2 separate regions of the Hordeum vulgare genome follow, and region 1 is linked to region 2. Evidence: chromatin contacts called from public Hi-C data. All regions are on one chromosome and are shown on one strand. Each heading gives the region's core, a stretch centred on a gene start, on an enhancer-like site or on the middle of the called end of the contact. The rest is flanking DNA. Distances are from core to core; before and after follow the strand shown. Region 1 holds the start of LOC123407286. Region 2 holds the start of LOC123407618 (amino acid transporter AVT6A-like).

Region 1 (6,818 bases), core at 792-3,291, 130 kb after region 2:
TGGGTGGGGCTCGCAACTTAATACTGGAGAGATGTTATGGATAGATATCTCAAGGTGGATGAATAGTAAGTAGATGCTGATGAATAAACGGTCTACTTGTCTTGGCGTACTGCCCATTACTATTGAACCTCTAACTATCAAGGAGCATAATTAGCATTGCGGTGCGATCATAATTCTGTCAATTGCCCAACTGTGATTTGTTTACCCTAGCATAGTTGTTTATCGTCTTTTGGGAGAGAGACATCGCTAGTGAACGTCATGTGAGTCCGGTCCATATCACCATCATTGTTTACACCTCCATCATTTACCGCTTTCATTTACTTTCCCGTTGCAATCACTATTACTCCCTCCTTTCCGGTTTATAGGGCTCATCTCAAAATTTTCAGATTTCCATTATATTAGGCTCATTTTGAGTCTAATTGAGCTAAATTGCTTTGAGTCCCACACCATATTTAATACATAGAGTTTAGAGAAAGGAGATAAGTGTCTATGCATACATCGTTTTCTACATCCAGTATCCAAGTCCAATGAGAAGGAGGATGCTACATTTATTCCCTTGGAAATTGAATATGTGAGAAATATTTAATTGGGTAGTTAAAACTAGTGTCATTCACTCACTATTCACCTTGGTTGATGAGATTTCAAATTTGAGCCCTATAAACCGGAAAGGAGGGAGTACTATCCCGCTTGTGTTTTGATCCTTTGCAAACTACAAGACCGGAGAGATTGACAACCTCTCTGTACTCGTTGGGAGCAAAGTTATTTGTTGAGTGTGCATGTCCACGTCTTCTGCTAGCGCCAGGGTGGAAGACACCTACTTGTTGAGCCTAGGAGTCCTCCTGGTTCGATAAATCTTACAATCTCTATGTGAGGGAAATTTGCTGCTCACTACATCTGCACCTTCCACTTGGGGTATCCAACGAGGGGCGAGAAGTATATACATCATCTCGTCATCACCTTACGGAACCTGCCCGGAATGTCCGGCCCCCGGAACTTCCGGTCTGACCCGAAACTTCCGGCCTACCTGCGCGCAGCCACTCGGTTCCGAGTACCCATGTACCCCTTCGACCTCTATTTCAACGTAGACTATAAATACTCTTCTGCTAGTTTCGTTCTAGGGTTAGCTAATGTTTTGACAACCTATTGTTGAGCTTAGCTCCATCTACTATCCTCCTCCCATGGAGATGCCCTCCATGTGAGAAGATCCATAGAGATGCCAAGGCCCCTCTTGTAGGGAAGATCCCCTCGTGGATACAAGACCCCTCTCGTAGGGAGGATTATCAGTTACGTGTTTTCTTTTGCTGACTTGAATCTATGTACCTCTTGTGTTTGAGTGGATCTCGTGGATGTGTGATTGGAGATCGTTCTTGAGTTTGTGTGTTTCTCTTGATTTTCCCCCCTTTTCCCCTTCAAGCGTGAAAAGATCGATACCCATGGATTTGCCCCGTATCAGTGGTGCTTATTTCCGTTCCAAGTTCATGAAAATCACGGTACTCACTCTTCGGTCAACGTAGATGATGGCGATGGAAGTGCTAGGGCGGTGGCGGTGGCGACGATCTTCGCAACAGTGAGAATGTTGTTTGTTTTCTCTATAACCCGTGGTCATTTTTTTATCACGCATTTGTAAGGCTAAACTTACTGCCTCGTATGTTGTGCATGATTTTGGATGTAATGAACTGGTGTTATATATATATAATAAATTTTATGTATTCATATGTAAACACTTGTCAATATTTGTCTTATGATTTATTTTTTGTTGTATCGGAGTCCTTCAATACGGAACAGATCCCGTAAACGCGTCAAAAAGTTTTAAAATAGTCCGTAAAAGATTTTTGCGGGACGAGGGTTTGTCGGATCTGCTAAAATGATGTGATTACGTATTATGAACATAGAAACGTATTCCGACGAAGGTGACGCCGTGACGGCGTGAGGACGGACGGACGGAGTGGGTGAGTGGCCCAGCCAGTTTGCCCACCAACCAGAGACGGAGACGCCACGCCTCCACACGACCACGACCGAGCCGGACCACCCCACCCCGCCCCACCCCACCACACCTCAATTCCCCTCCCTCCCGTTCCCCTCCTCTGCCGCCATGGCGGGGCTCGCCGACGAGTTCTTCCTCGGCATCGACGAGGACGGGCCGGGGTCCCTGGGGGAGCCCGGCTACCTCTCCTTCTCCGACACCTTCGAGGAGGAGCACCACTTCACCCACTCCGACATCTCCCCCGACTTCGACATCGAATCTCAAACCCTAACCCCCGACCCGGGCTCCCCCTTCTCCTTCGACTCCGACCACGACCTCGACCTCAGCCTCGGCCTTGGCCGCCTCTCCCCGTCCTTCCTTCGGATGCGCAGCCTCTCCCCGGCCCGCTCCCCGCCCTTCTGGGACTGCCTCGAGGAGGACCTCGCCAACGACCTCGAGGAGGACCTCACCAACGGCCTCGAGTGGGAGGAGATCGCCGACGACGCCGACGCCGAGGCCGGAGACGCCTCCGTCCCTGGGGGCGGCGGTGGGGGCGGGACGGCAGGAGGAGGAGGCGACGCCGATGCCGACGTGTTCGGCTTCCTCAGCGAGCGGGAGATCCTGGGCGTCATGGAGGGCATCGACAGCGGGGAGGACGAGTCCATGTTCTCCGACGAGCCGCCCTTCGATTTTGGCGACGAGGGCCGGGACCTCGACGACATATTCCGGAGCGTTGGCTGGGAGGTGCTGCCGGTGCCGCTGGACGACGATGAGTTCGAGGTGCTGCCGGGGCATATGGCGGACGTGACTGTGGGGGGGGCACCACCTGCGGCGCGGGCAGTGGTGGAGCGGCTCCAGGTGGTGGCCATCAGTGGGAAGGAGGCTGCACAGGGATGCGCCGTGTGCAAGGATGGGATCGTGCAGGGGGAGCTCGCCACACGGTTGCCGTGTGCGCACGTCTACCATGGGGCGTGCATTGGGCCGTGGCTCGCCATACGCAACTCATGCCCGGTATGCCGTTATGAGCTGCCCACTGATGACCCCGACTATGAGCAGCGGCGGGCGAGGCGGCGTTCTGCTGGTGGTTCCACAGCACAGTTGGGTACACCTATGCAGATGTGAGCAGGGGTTTCTTGGTGGCATTTCTTGGTTGCAATTCCATCCAAGTTAAGTGAGAAACCTCACTCTCTTGACGCGCTCAGTTAGGATGCTTGGAGGTTGCAGGGTCATACTTCTTTGGTTTTTAAGTGTCGATTGATGTAGCTGTTCTGAACTTCTGATTGGTAAGAACAATTGTTAGAGCTTCTGTATATATGTCGTGCTGATTCAATAACACAGAAAACCAAGTCGCTGACTCGATGCTTGTTTTATTCGTATTGTTTGTGACAAATCAATTAGCATTTTCTTCTACTGGACTACTGCTTTTTCTTACCGCATGAGTATCATAATATCAGAACATCATTATAGATGTTACTCTTCTGTACTACCAAATATCAATCTGGTATGCTTTAATAAAATCTCGGTGTACTCTTCTGTACTACTCCCTCCGTTCCTAAATATAAGTCTTTTTAGAGGTTTCACTAATAAAGTACATACGGATGTATATAGACATACTCTAGAGTGTACATTCAATCATTTTGCTTCGTATGTAGACCCCTAGTAAAATCGCTTAAAAGACTTATATTTAGAAACGGAGGGAGTAGATGTCTAGATGTAATTTCTATGTGGTGATTCTACTTACGCCAGGTTCTCTGCTGCACTATAAGAACTGTATGTTTTAATTAGCACACAGTACCACTTGCTGGAAGTTAAGTGGGAAACCTCACTCTATGACTGATCAGTTAGGAGGCTTGGAGGACACTAGTCATACTTCTTTGGTTTTGAAGTGTGGATTTTCTTAGTCACCAATATCTTTTTTAATTTGTATTGGTTGTGGCAGAATTATTTTTGTACTGGCCCACTGCTTTGCTTACTGCATGATTTACTGCCATCATAGTTTCGGAAATACATTATGTACTCCCTCCGTTCCTAAATATAAGACCTTCTAGAGATTACACTATAGACTACATACGGAGCAAAATGAGTGAATCTGTACTCTAAAATATGTCTATATACATCCGTATATAGTCCATAGTGTAATCTCTAAAAGGTCTTATATTTAGGAACGGAGGGAGTATATATTAGTATGTTATTCTCTGTAACAAGACTGAAAATTTTCAATCTAGTTTGCTTTAATTAAACCTGGGAGTTACTTTTCTGTACTATATCTTATACTCCCTCCATCCCAAAATTCTTGTCTTAGATTTGTCTAGATATGAATGTATCTAGTCACGTTTTAATATTTAGATACATTCATTTCTAGATAAACCTAAGACAAGAATTTTGTGACGGAGGGAGTATGTAGTTTCCGTATGGTGAGGCTACTCATGTGAGCTTCTCTGCTGCACTGTAAGTGTACTGTGGTCCTTTAATTTGCACACAATACCAGTTATTGGTGTTTAGTAGTGCCAAATGAGTCATTAAAGTTCTGTTACATTTGGAGTGGTTGGAAGATCATTGTGCTGAAAGTCAGCATGGCCCTTCCAAAAACGGAAGAGTTGGTTACTGATTCTTATTTACTCATTCATGTTCAGTACTCCCTCTGTAAAGTAATATAAGACGTTTTAGTTCACTATAAACGCCTCGTGCGTCTTTTATCAGAATTTGGGATGAAGCGTACCTAGTTGCTTTTGAATATATGAAAACAGAACGGTCTGGCAGTTGCTTGGAAAAATATCTTCTCACTCGCTAGTTATTCATTGAGACCAGCAAGTACTTCTATGTTCATTTATTTGCCATGCTGTTTTCTTCAGGGCTAGTGTGCGGTGTTCATGGCGTGTTCCGTCAGTGTAAGACAGAAAGGAAAGGTTACCTGACCAATCACAGCGAGACATCAGATTTTTCAATTCGTTTTGCAAGATTTTTTGATGAATGCCACTCCATGCTTTCCATGATTTAACTGCTTATCAAAATGTGATTTAACTGCTTATCAAAATGTTTCTAAGTATTACTGCACTTGCTCTTGTTCCCAATCTCTTCTTGAGCCAAAATCCGATGCTCTTTATATTGTGCTCATGATATTTTTGAAATTGCGTTCCATTCCATGGCATTGCTGGGCAAGTCGCCAGCTACAGCATCTAATACAGAGTTAGGGAACTGGCCCAAGCCAGATTTCACAAGACCCCATACTTAAGACAATGCCATGCGCGGCTTGGTTACAAGACCTCGGGCAGTGTCTAATACGGAGTACATAAATCAGACATGCTAGCTCTCAACTGAAACTTTATTCCCCTAAACACAGCACCTAGTGCAGATAAATCATAGGCTTCTGAAGTGACGGCCTGCTTCAGTGAAACTGAATCAGTTTCAAACATCACCCGGTCACATCCTAGTTGGTTTACTGTGTTGACAGCGTGCAACATCGCCAGGCTTCAGCATGGAGAGCATCAGATACATACTCCAGGTTTCCTGCCCGTGTTGCCATCGGCCTGCCCTCATGGTTTCTAATGGTGAAATCCCAGCTCCCAGAGAGAGTCTCCGCTCGGGAATCACCATCTGTTTTCCGCGGGGGGTGGTGTCCATCTCAACGCGGTATCTTTCACGTCACCTCTATTCTTCTGCATGAAATTCAGAGCCTTGGCAAAATGATGTTAATTAGGGCATCATTAATTTAACGCTGGGCGATGACCTCTTTTCTAAAAAAAGATGATGGTTAATTGAGAAAGACATTTCATCATTTGTCTATATGGCATCTCCAGCATTAGCTTTGCCCCTTCGATGCCACCATAACCAGAGGAGAATGCATGTTTTAAGTTTTTCTTCCTCATTCACAAATACTCCATCCGTCTCAAATTTTTTGTCTTTGATTTGTCTAAATATGGATGTATCTAGTCACGTTTTAGTATTTAGATACATTCATTTCTAAACAAACCTAAGATAAATTTTTTAGGACGGAAGGGTAGTATTACTACCCGTTTGTTGTTGCCCTGTTTAGACTTTAGAGTATAGATATGCTATAGAATGGAATGATTTGTCCATGTCAAGGTTTCAGTCCTTCATCCTGTGTTGTTTGCAAACTTGTTTTGTCGATGTCAAGGTTTCAGTCCTTCATCCTGTGTTTATGGTTCAGACATGCTATAGAATGCACCCGTGACCGGCTAAAACTCTTAAAGCAACTCTAACCGAGCGATCCATTTCATCCGCTCCTGTCCGTTTGGGTCGCCGCGGACTAAAAAATCGACCCAACAGGCCGACCCAAATGGACGCGCGCCCATTTTTCGTCCGCTCGGACTCATTATGGGCCCAAATTTAGGCGCCATTTGCGTCGCCGCGGACATGAGCGGGCTCCTTCCCCTGGCTCGCTAGTCAGCGTCGCAGTCTCTCCTTCTTATCCCCTTCCCTTCACCCGCCGCTCGAAAGCATACAAACCCTAGGCGAGCGATCCCATTTTCTCCCGGTGAAAGTGCATGCTATGCCCCTAATCGACTTTTGGTGTTAATGACAACACATACATAGGAAACTAATCCTATTTGTTGAGTGTATCTCAGGATGGCAAGTACTTTAGTAGATTGAGAATTATGTGCCAAAGGTTGTCTGAGAAGATTGGGATTTATATTTCGAGAAGGCTCGGGATTAAGAAAAGATGATGTAGGCTATTCTTTTGAGTTTACTGATATTGAGTATAGGGATCCCGCACTATTAAGAGGGGATCACAGGTTTTGCGATGAACTTGCTCGTACCACATCTTCACTGTCATACCCAATACCACATATTCTCTACTTTGTTCTTATCTCAAAACAGGTCTATTGCCTCGGAC
Region 2 (6,031 bases), core at 1,387-3,886:
CTGACTATGTCATTAAAGACAGAGCTGAACGGAATGCCAAGATTTGAATCAAAGTTGGCGAGCACATCATCCAGTGTACCCTCTCCAAAGAGAAGATAAGCAAAGAAACTTGTGGCAATGTAAACACTGGAGCAAAGTGCCAGCGATGTTCGCACAATTGGTTTAGTTTGTGTTTTATCCTCAAGCTCATTGTCAATGCTGTGAACTGTGGAATCATGAAAACATGCATTTAGAATCGACATAATTGAATAATGGCAAGATTAGCTGGGGAATAAAACTGCATACCGTTATAGTGGCAGATGTAGGCAGTGACAAGGACAGGTACAGCTGTAAAAAGCTTCCAGACAGAACTAAGACTGTCTATTTCTGGAAAAAGCTTGGGCATTGCTACAGTTCCATTGAAGACTTTGATTATGGCAATCCCAGCAGTAATAACAACAAAAATCACAGCGAGAGCAACTGATAGTGCAGATGTGTAGCTCAATGAATCTATAAGAAATGACAAGATTTAAGATTAATATCGTGCAGCTAATATTAGCAGACATGGTGAAAAATAGTTATTTCATGGTTTGCACAGATGAACACATACCCAGTCGTTTAAAGCTCACTAACGGAGCAAACACAAAAAGAGTTGTCACAAGAAGAACAATGGCACGAGAATTCCACAAATGTGCTCCAAACCAGCCCTCCAATATGCCACGATGATGAACACCGCCTGATGACGTTCCAGATAATACATCGCCTATCAAAAGTTTAATAGTCAGCGTTAATCACAGTTTGTGCAAATAGAACTGTCATTTTAATTATTAAGGTAAAAGATGTGACTTGAAGATAAGAAGCTGACTTCTAACTAGCTCAAGTTTGAACCGGTATCTTATGGTTTTTACTAAATTCCTCAGAATGACCAATTATTTCTTTGGAGAAGGAGCTAGGGCCATTTGCCACTTTGATAGTATACAAGTTGTTAAAGTACTTATGAGGAGCTCATGGACGAATTGTCTTGAAAGCAATGTACTAAAGAAACCCCAATCCCATAGCTAAGCAGTGAACTTATATGCTCCAAGTAAAAAATCAAGAACAACTTGGAATTATCCATGACTCGTCTCCAAACATAGGCCCTGAATGGTTCTATTAGTGGAATAAAAGATACTCCGGTGGAGCACTGGATTATCCATACCAAGTCCCGCTTGGTGAATTTAAGTTGCATGACAAAATGTTCGAAAGTAACACATAGAACAGGAAGGAGAAGTATTGAGCTTAGATGAAATACCAATGATAATCATGTAAACAATCATCACACCGATGTTGTTTATAACCACAGAAGCCTGCAACGCAATCCTTCCCCATTGTCCGTATGCCTCACCCATCAGCCACCCATATGACGTGATCTTTCCTTGGTGGCTGCACCTGATAAGCATGTCAATGGACGCCTCTGTGAGCAATGCCACAAAGACGATCATCAGAAGGCCAGGAATGAGGCCCAGCATCTTGATGCTGGCAGGCAAGGCCATGATTCCAGCACCAACGATGGTTGTCGAGAGATTGAAAACTGCCCCGGAGAATGAAGCTCCATTAAACTCATGGAATCCCTCCTCCTCCACCTTGACCGGAAGAAGCGGCGTAGTCTCATCTCGTATTTCATTGCGCGACATCTGCTGGCTCACGTCTGCTGATCCGTTCCCGACACCCATTTTCTTTTTCACTCTCCTGGAAGGGAAGGATTTCAGTCAATGATATAGCACAATAGACTATTTGATTTGGCTAAAATCAGTCGCTTTGTGTTTTCTCTCGATATTTTTTTCCAGTTTGTTATGAAATTTGATACACTTAACTTGATCTCCATCTCTTATGTATTTAGTTTAATCTTCAAATAAATGAAGGATGCCTTGTTTAATGCAAATTCCGAAACAAGACAACTCTGGTAGCTAGCATTCAGAAGACAAAAGTCACAGTAGTTCAGAGTATACAGACCAAAGCATCCTACAGCAACAAACAATTACGGAACCAAAGGGCTAGATGATGAATTTAAGGACCAAGATTCGCTAATAAGTAACAATATAAAGTTCAATCAACTGATGTCCTGCAGATGAGGCAAAATCACATGGAGAAATGATATCCAAACTATATGACCCAAGCACAGCCAAGTCAGCTGAAGCTTCTTTTTTTATCCAACACAATCCGGCCCGACCGACAAACACGGCATTCGATTAAATGTTCCTACATAGCCAAAGAAATGCAGTCCATGCCCAGTTGCCCACCTAGCACATACATCCAGTAACTGTCCTAAAAGTAACATCCCATTTAACACCGCAACTGACCCCCACACAACCCATTACCATCACAAATCCACAGCACGAACAGATGCGGTTTTCTCCATACCAGGCAAGAATCCTGACCAAGAACTCACGGCAAGGGGAAAAAAAGAGGAGAAAAGGGCGTTACCTTTCCAGCAGAAGTCTCACCGGGATCTGAAAGCCAAAGGAGCAGACGCGACCAGAGCCAGACAAAAGCAGAGAAGAACTTTGTGGGCTGTGGAGGGAAGGCCGCCTCTCTCTCTCTCTCTCTCTCTCTCTCCGGTCTCTCTCTTCCGCCACCAGGCTCCAGCCGGCCTCGTTTTGTAGCGAGGAGACGCGGAGCTGCCTCCAGTTAAGGCTTAATCAATCATTGCATCCATCCAAACCTCTCGCTGTCACGCGCTACAGGTCCCCTCGCTCGCTAGCCCGCCCGCCCGCCCACGAGTGGATGGATCCCGTCGACGTCGGCGGAAATAATAAAATCCGATTCGGGATCCCGTCCCTGTCTCGTGCTCCTCGGAATCTTGCAGGTGGGCGCGCGCGGGCCGGGGGCCGGCGAGGTGGTGTCGGCCGATTGGATTTGGGGGGGGGGGGGGGGGTGGAGTTTCGTCCGTGCTGGTCGCTAGGTTGGAAGACGGCGGAGGCGTTGCGCCAGCGGGGGAGGCGGGAGGGCGGCCGGCGGGGTGGTCGGAGCCTCGCATTTCCCGTGGCAACGAGCGTGACAGTGCCATCCGAACCAACAGCGTCTTTGTTTACTACACCACGCGTTCTCTGTGAAAATTGAAAAAGGACACTGCGCCAGTCGGCGGCTACGGCGTGAGAAGCTCTACTCCATCAAAATTAGTTTCGTTTCATTAAATTCATTTTAAAACAGTTTCATATAAAATTTGTAATCCTTTAAAAAAAAGATTTGACTTTCATTTAACTCCAGCTTCAAGAATAGGAAATTCAATAAAATTCTCTATTCGATTGGACGAGAGTAGAGAAACGAAGGGGTATCCACTTACTCATGAAAAATGGTGGATAATTTCCTTCCAAGTCCAGCGTCTACATTTTTGTTAAAGTACCTCCTAAAAAACATGAAGTTGTGCAGATGATTCTAATTTTTTATGGAATGGCATGTCGTGAAGCTATCCTGTTTGGCTTATATTTTTTAGAGCGCAGCTGAAGCGAAGTAGTCCTAAAGAGACCCAAATTTGATGTTTGGACCCTTATACCAAAGTTGATCCAGATCTAATCTATCTTTAAATTTTTTTGGGATCTGGTCATTTTTCTATCGCCAGGGTCCATGAAGAAAGAGTATAATAGCCTACTGCAGGACCCTGGCCGTAGGGGTGCACGCCCTACCGTAAAAAAATATCGGATACAATACGTGTTCGCAACTATAGTCGGGCACCTCGACGGTAGGGTTGTACATGCTACCGTCAGCCTATTTGGCAGTAGGGATGCGTCGTGCTGACATGGATAAGTTTCCTACCGCCAGGGACCTTGGCGGTAGGCTGTTATACCCTACCTTCATGGACCCTGGTGATAGGAAAAGGGTCAGACCCCAAAAAAATACAAACGAGGGTTAGATCTCGATCAACTTTCATAAGAGGATCAAACCACAAAATTTTGCCCTAGTCGGCCGGCCGACATTTTGTCCGGTCAATGCACAACCGTTGGATGCGAACCGCGTGGGCCATTGGATCCATCAACAGCAACAAAATGATTCACCCTACATTCTTCTTCCTCACGCAGTGTCGTGCCTCCTATCGCCTCCGATTGGAGCCCTGCGCCTCCCCGCCACTCCAAACTAGATAGTTGTCGTGCTCATCCCCGTCGTCGTGGTTCGCAGAAAGACACCACCAACATCTTATCCCGTTGAAGCATGTATGGTAGTTTCCGTGCAAAAAATGGATGTAGAAAAAAAAGTCACTGATAGTAGCAACAAATTAATGGGATTGCAGCAAAGACGTCTCGTCATCGTCGTTTGTAGCTTGTCGTGCAGGGTTGCAACGAATTAAGTTGTCGTTTGTACCAAAGGATGTCGCCGGTTCCAGCAAAAATGACGCATCTGATTCCAACATTTTGGTTCTGAAACAATACATTTTGTAGTGGAGTGGTCGACTGAAGATTTCTCAATCTCTGGTTGAAGCTTTTTCATCTGCGGGATGAAGATTTTTGTTAAACGGCTGCAACTTTCATGTGTTTCAAAGTCTGGTTGAAGCGTTTTTATCTAATGGATGTAGCTTTTTGCATCCATGGTTGTAGCATGGGCACCACAATTTGCAGTTATCTTGGCGCCGTGGCTACAGCTCCCCGGGTCGCCATGGTTGTAGCACGGGGGCACCTCGGTTCAAGCGTTTTGGCCTGTTGTCGGTTGCATAAAAGCAGATGTTGGTTCCAACATCGCCTATCGCATGATGTCGTGTTCACCTTCGATGAGAGATGGACCGACAACTACACGGTGATGGAGGATGTGTGCTTGATTCAAGCATGGGAGAGTGTCTCACTTGACGCCGTGGTCGGCAAGGATCAATACTATGACAATTATTGGCACATAATCGGGACAAATATCACCATATCTTGTTGTTCCCTTTTGGCCGGACTTCAAAGTCATTTCAAGGCCATTGGGATATCATCAACAAAACTTGTGGTTTTTGGAGTGGGTGCTTGGAGCAAGTGCAGAATGCACCTCCAAGTGGTGTCACTATTGATGATTATGTGGGTATTTCTTCATCTTATTGGCTTTGGCCGAGTTGATATGAAGTTTTTTAGATCATACTTTCCTCGATGTATTTGCGTAGGATTGCGTCGCAAATGAATATTTCAAGCAAAACGCGGGTTTCAACGCCCAATCATTCACTCTTCATCGTTGCTAGCGCTTGCTCCGATATAATGAGAAGTGGAATGTGAGGGACAAAATCTCCCCCAAAGAGGGATGCCTTCGTCAAATTGGAAGATGAGGATGATGATAGTGATGATGCACCATGAGGAGGGAGAAACAAGGGCAAATTTGAATGGAAACAAGAAGGAGAAAGCAAGAGTGAGGAGGATGGCCGATGCAACCACTTTGAGAGATCAAATTGGTGACGCGGCAAAGATGAAAGAGACCATGTTATCCAAGAATTGCGATGCTAATGTGGGCATGGTTGAGAAGAAAGAGAAGCACAAGGAGGAGAACTGGGAGAAAAGGTGTGCCTTCGAGGAGCGCAAGATCGCCCTAAATATACAAAAGAGGAAGGATGAGAGGAGCACCGAGGAGGATCGGTTGATGATGATGAATCCACAGGGCATGGATGCAATGACAAGAGAATTCTAGGAATTAAAAAGAATGAAGCTTCAGACTATTATGGCTGGTGGTGGTCTTGGGTTTGGAGGCTGGTTCGCTTTCGGCAATGTTGGTGGTGGCGGCTTCGGCATGGGTGGTGGTGGAAGGGGTGGAGGGTTCGGCAATGGTGGTGGTGGAGGGGGGAGTTCAACATTGGGGTGGAGTGGCTTCGGCATGGATAGGGAATGTGGGTTTGGAGGTAGTGCTGGTTCTTGTAGGATTGAAAGTATGTCTAGAGGGGGGGGGTGATTAGACTACTTGACAAGATATGTTTTTTGCCTTTTTCCCAATTTTACTTGAGAGGCAACTACGACAGTTATGACAAGTCAAATACACCCTACACATGCGGTTCTAATAGTATTGCAGCAGAAAGTAAACATGCAAGTGTAAATAGAGGAGTAAGGAAGGGAGATCAAATGCATAA

Evidence for each region. Hi-C and Micro-C count contacts between places; a contact is called where the count stands out from the background.
Region 1: a Hi-C map of leaf shows a contact between it and region 2, with 4 times the contacts expected there. The contact joins the promoter of LOC123407286 here to the promoter of LOC123407618 in region 2. A contact is called at or near these places in 3 of 6 Hi-C or Micro-C datasets (leaf and seedling) and 1 of 1 datasets of contacts at active chromatin or transcription factors (embryo).

What each region holds. Positions count from the first base shown.
Region 1 is chr7H:544,280,534-544,287,351 of MorexV3_pseudomolecules_assembly, forward strand. LOC123407286 reads left to right here and starts at 2,042. Exons shown (of 1, transcript XM_045100392.1): 1 at 2,042-3,373. The coding sequence starts at 2,093. The coding sequence ends at 3,085.
Region 2 is chr7H:544,148,406-544,154,436 of MorexV3_pseudomolecules_assembly, forward strand. LOC123407618 (amino acid transporter AVT6A-like) reads right to left here and starts at 2,637. Exons shown (of 6, transcript XM_045100785.1): 1 at 2,442-2,637; 2 at 1,271-1,706; 3 at 590-742; 4 at 286-489; 5 at 1-205. The coding sequence starts at 1,691.